Linked DNA regions of Gossypium arboreum: region 1 is linked to region 2. The links are chromatin contacts, called in public Hi-C maps. All regions are on one chromosome and are shown on one strand. Each heading gives the region's core, a stretch centred on a gene start, on an enhancer-like site or on the middle of the called end of the contact. The rest is flanking DNA. Distances are from core to core; before and after follow the strand shown.

What was found. Hi-C and Micro-C count contacts between places; a contact is called where the count stands out from the background.
Region 1: a contact with region 2 is called in a Hi-C map of leaf, with 2.7 times the contacts expected there. The contact joins the promoter of LOC108467226 here to the promoter of LOC108467089 in region 2. A contact is called at or near these places in 2 of 5 Hi-C or Micro-C datasets (both in leaf).

Annotation. Positions count from the first base shown.
Region 1 is chr2:29,623,951-29,626,805 of ASM2569848v2, reverse strand. It overlaps LOC108467226 (beta-galactosidase 1-like), which reads right to left and starts at 1,275. Exons shown (of 19, transcript XM_017767812.2): 1 at 720-1,275; 2 at 375-470; 3 at 153-265; 4 at 1-63. The coding sequence starts at 896.
Region 2 is chr2:28,995,772-28,998,770 of ASM2569848v2, reverse strand. LOC108467089 (serine/threonine protein phosphatase 2A 55 kDa regulatory subunit B beta isoform-like) reads left to right here and starts at 1,493. Exons shown (of 14, transcript XM_017767591.2): 1 at 1,493-2,104. The coding sequence starts at 1,993.

The sequences.
Region 1 (2,855 bases), core at 26-2,525, 630 kb before region 2:
AAAGGCCCATTGTTTGTTCTGAAATTGATACCGGGAATGTACTTGAGCCACACAGGAAAACCTCTGAAAAATAAAATAAAAACCATTGCTTGAGCTACACTTCATTGCGAATTCCTTCAGATTTTTGGAAAATAAAACCATTTTAGCATTACCCAAAGTTCCACTCAGCACAGACATAAGGACCAATCCTCAGGTGAACATAGAGGCCTGCTTGCTTCACCAGCTTAATAAATTTGACCAAATCGTAGTTGCCTTCGAAATAATACTGAAGTAACAAAAAAAAGAAGTAATTTTCAGAAAATTTTATGCCATTAGCTCTATAAACCAAGGGAAAAGCTTCTTCTTTTGTTTTTTTAATGTTGCTTTTTCGTTACTTTGCCAGGAGCAGGCTCATGGCCATTCCAAAAAACATATGTCTGGATCACATCCAGCCCTCCTTCTTTAGCTTTCTGTATGAGATCTGGCCACATCTGTTTAGAAAAAAAAAAGAACTAAGTTCAAAAGCATCTTCTTAAGAATCAAACACTTACAACATACTACATTAACAAAATGAAATACGTGTATGCAACAATGCATACAGAGAGAAGAAACTTTAGAGCCTTAGATACACCCAGATGAAGAAATGCATCAAAATGCTAAAACTTGGGAGTTTTGAGGCAATAAAAGAGACCAAAGAAGTAGATTTTGTAGCAAAAAAAAAAAGGGAGTAAAAGGTTCACCTCAGGTGAGCTTCTTGGGTAGTGAATGGATCCAGAAATGAGGATCCTTCTTTGGCCATTAATGGTGATAGCTTTACTGTCATAGGAAACAGTAGAAGAAACTGAACAAACCCAGGAAGCTAACAGAACAACCAACCAATAATTCCACATTACAGGAAACTTGGAGTTTGAATCCATGGCCAAAAAAATTGAACAACTGACCCTTTTGCTTACACAAAGCAATGCCCTTTTTTTTGGGCCTTAGTTACACTTTATTTTATTCCCTCCAATCTAGAATGATTGAAGATGAAAGAGACGGAAAGAAAAGAAAAAGAAGAGAAAAGAGGGACAACATAAACAAAACAGCTAGCTCCTAGCTGGTTTAAAGTATTGGATTTTGTCCAATTAAGGATCTTTCTTTTTTTTTTTTTTTTTCTCTCTTACATGAGAGACTTAACACATTGCAATGAGTGAAGAGCAAAATAAGGCTAAAGGCACACACATTATAGTGGGTTTCCTTTCTTTTCTTTTCTTTAGATTTGAAGATGCGATGACAGAGCTTCGATTTTAGCAAATGACGAAAGTGTTGGGCAGCTGCATATTATAAATATAGAAGACATGGGCATGGGGGGGCAGAGTGGGACCCTTTTTTGAAGGCCTTTTGACCCCACGCTTCGGGCCTCACTTTTCACAATGGGCGGTGCTTTAGTACTGCCAAGGCATTTGTGTCCTTTTTCTTCTTTGGAAATTATTAGTGAAATGTGAGAAATGTAAAGCTCTGTTTTGCTTCGCTGTGCATAAAATCTGGCATTCTTTCTTTCTACACTTTTTTTATCCTAATTATTATGTTAGCATTCTTTTTTTTTTTCGAACACAAAGGCTGTTTAATTACAGTTCATGTTCACAATTAAGATATAGAAAATCAAAGAATGATTCTCAATCAAATTCAATTCATAAAAATTTAATAGTTGGTCGTTAAATACTTAAATTTTTGTTGATATGGTGTTAATCGTTATTGAATCAACTATCGTAATGAAAAAATTAAAAAGAATTTTAAATTTTTTAAATTATTAAAAGTTATGAATCTAAAATCAACTTTTGACAAATTAATATCCAAGTTTATTTGAATTTAAAGATCCATTTATTCAAGTTTATTTTAAATATTGTTTTTAAAATTATAAAATATCTGTAATTTTTAAAGAGAGAGAAATGGTGGTTTCTTAATTTTTCTTGTTATCTCACAATAACTAAATCTCAATTTCTTTTTATCTCACAAACAACATCAAAGAAAAGAGAGATTTACCTGTTATAAAATAACAAGAAAAACAAGTAATTTGTAACACCTTACATTCATTCTCAAAGACAATTGGATATAGAGTGCCATATACATCGCAGCAGTGACTTAAAATGAACATACAAACAACATATAAATACAACTACGAATTTAAAACACGTTAATCAATGCGTTGACAGTTTATGTATCAATATGCGGCCACGTTACAATTACTAGGCTAAAATATCAAAATACAATGCCATGTCTCGAGACATGCCACCATTGTTCTAGGATTTCGACTTTAATGTTTTATGTCTTGAGATATTGTATCCATGTCTCAAGACATGCACATACAATTTTACTCTTCTTGTCTCGAGACATGTTCTTGTCTCATGGCAAGAACTCAAAAAATGCAAAAAATGACATTCAAATCATGCAATCATGTGTCTAGTCATTACTAAACATATCAAACATAATTCCGAAAGTTATGCAAACAAACTTGGTATATCAAAACAAATTTAAAACATGAAATTTCATAATCTAAAACACACCAAATAAAAAATGTAACCATGCAAGTAAAATGAAAAGCTAAAACATATTGCATGCTATTAATTTCTTCAACATAAAGTTAATATATGAATGTCTAAAGTTACCATATAGTACTAGCACGTTTCAAAACCTCAAAATAACAAAAATCAACATCAAGTCCACAATAGGGTAATCAAATACCATAACTCAAAATCGTAGTACACGCCATACACTACTAAAAAACATAAAAGACTTTACGAACAATAATTACGCAACAAAACAAAAATTTGGGCACAAAACAAAACAAAAATTTAGTACTTGTCATGTTCAAATACCACTAGATGATACTATCCAAC
Region 2 (2,999 bases), core at 244-2,743:
ATAAATATTTTATTTTGAAAAATATAAAAATTTCTATACTCATTTAACATTTAAATTTTAATATATGTAGTTTAATTTTGAGATATTAAATCCTTTCTATATATTTTATTTAAAAATTTTGATGCTTTTACGAACTTCCATCTAACTTTGCCTTTAGTTGTAGGCATGACAATCATGAAAAATAAGGCAAAGATAACTTTTATAGCTTATAGTTTTTTTTTTATCAATTTAACCCTATTATTTAAAAATACATAATATTGTAAAACAAATGAATGATAAATATTTGTTTTATATTTTCAATAAATATATTTTTCTATAATATTAAAATTACTGAATAATTAGAAACTCATTCAAAATAAAAATTTTAAAATAAAAAGTTATGCCTTTCAATTCAGGCCACCTGTTGGTATTCATGTCACTGGTTACTAAATTTTAAGGATGTTAATGGTTTGTTGTTACTACCAATCCCTTTATGGTTGTTGATTAGCATAATATTCTTCTATTGTTATGTAAATGTCATATAATTTATGAGGTAGACAGAAACTAGTAATTACCATTGGTTTTTGCTTCTCCAAATGTAAAAGACCATAACATCATTCCATGGGTTATAGGTTAATGTAGTTTGCAAAGAGAATTATGTAGTATATAACCATATATGCCTTAACTCTTCTTTTTATTTAATCTTTTAGCAATCAAATGGGTGGCTATTGGAAGAGAAACCTCATTTGACAAAATTCAAAGGTAATAATTTTATTATGGAAATTTATTTAGTGTATTTGTGGGGATTGTATTAGCCTTAAGAATCAATTTAGTTATGTGATTTTTAATTGGGTTCACGAGTTGACTAGAGTAGTTTTATTTTCTGCTCATCTGCATATTTGAGATTCAGTTCCACATTTTACAAATGATGGATATTAGGATGGGCGTATGGGTGTAAGGGGAGGGCCTGGTGGTCTGGGTTAGTTTTATTGTCCATTTTTCGCTGGCTACTCTCTTGTGCTTTCTTTAATCAATGATATTGCCATTTACTTCAAATTATATATATTATAACTAAATTAAATGATTTTTTTAATTTTAAATATTTTTAATATTTCATAATTTTATAAAATATAATTTTTAATTGAAAATATGTAAAAGATATTTCTTAATTTTTTTAGAATGTTTTATGTATTTTTAAAATTAAGGGCCAAATCGATAAACGAATATAAAATGTTTTAAGTACTATAAAAGTTTTTCAACAGCAAAATTGGATGGAAGGAGCAAGAATTTTAAATCAATGAAAATATCAAAAAAAATATCTCAAGGATTAAATTTTAAATTGTGAAAGAATATAGGACTTTTGACAAATTTAAACCTTTAAAAGAATCAACTTAGCTCGATGAAACCGTATAATTAGAGAATAAACAATTCACAAGTCTCACTCACTGGACTCCTAAAATTTCACTTGTACTAATACCCGTCCTCCCTCGATCAAACGGCGCCTCTTTACTGAATCACTCAATCAAAACCCACAGTCAAAGTGGAAAACATGACAGTATGTAACGCTAGCATATACACAAAAAATATTAAATAGAGAAAAAGAAGCTTGCATTATTGAGAGAGAATTCTATTTTCCCTGCTCAGTCATTTCAATCCTTTTAAGAAAAAAAAAAAATTCCTAAAAATCCAAAATTCTCCTTCGCAAAGAGAAAAAGATAGGAATATATATTTCTTCTCAGGAAGAGGGAGAAAATTTGGGTGTCTGTTGTTTGTTTTTCTTTGGGTTATTGTCAATGGTTGAATTATAGAAATCGAAACAAATATTTCAAATTTTACCCCTTTCGAGTTTAACAAGGAAGAGAGAACAAAAATAGCTAACTCAAGATGCGATCTTCAATTTGATTTTGGGAGTGTGGTTGAATCTAGGCCGTTTGGTTTTCAATTTTCGTGATTGATTATTAGACAGTGAAATTACAGGCAGAAAGGCAAACCCAAAAAAAGAAAGAGAGAGAAATGCACGGAGGCGATGAGGTGGTCGCAGCTCTGGCAGGACCGCCACAACCGTTGGATTGGAAATTCTCTCAGGTTTTTGGTGAAAGAACCGCTGGAGAAGAAGTTCAAGAAGGTAAACTATTATTGTTTCTGGATCCAATCGGTAATTTGTAGGTCTTTTTAGAACTAGGGTTTATTTTGGTGCTTTGGATCTATTTGGGATCATGGGATATTGAGTAATTATTGTTTAGGTTAATGGGTATGAGAAATTGTGACTTTTTTTTTTTTGTAAGGTTTTTGCTTTCTTTTGGTTCCAAATAATTCTTGGAATAATATCTGGGTATTTTGTTAGAAATAAGATAGTGTGGAAGTGAAGATGGTGAAGTTAGTGATGGTGCATGCACAAAAAGTTGTGCCTTCTTTGTGTGTTTCTGGTAATCGTTTTGATTTTAATAATTTATGTACTTTTCTTCTGGTTTTGGGATTTTAGTGCATGGCAATTGATTAACAGTTTTGAGATTTGAATTGAAATTGGAATCTGGGTATTATCACTTTGTTAAGATGGAGATAGACAATGTTTCATGAGTTTATGGCACAAATCATAACTCATGGATGAATGACAGCATTGATGTGCCACGGGTATACCATTTATATGATGGGGGTTCAGATTCCTAGCTTTATTTGGTGGTGGTTTATTTCTAATATGAATCGGTTATGTTATGGTATGGTAAACTTCTTAGTAAGTGGGACAGTCAGAAAATGGGTTAGATTATGAGTTGATTGATGCAAGATTGTGTGCTGCTCCTAGGAAAGAAATAATTCTGTGATTGGTAGATATTTGGCTGTTTAGATACTACTTCAAATTTTTATTGATCAATTTAGTACTCAATACTGAAACTTGGCTTAACAATTTGAATTCAATCCTGTGTAAGTATAATGTGGGTAAACTTTGAAGCATGCTACTGAAACAGATGACTAGTGGCCTTAGGTTTTCAGAAACATCAAAGTATGCATGGTAATAGTTCGGG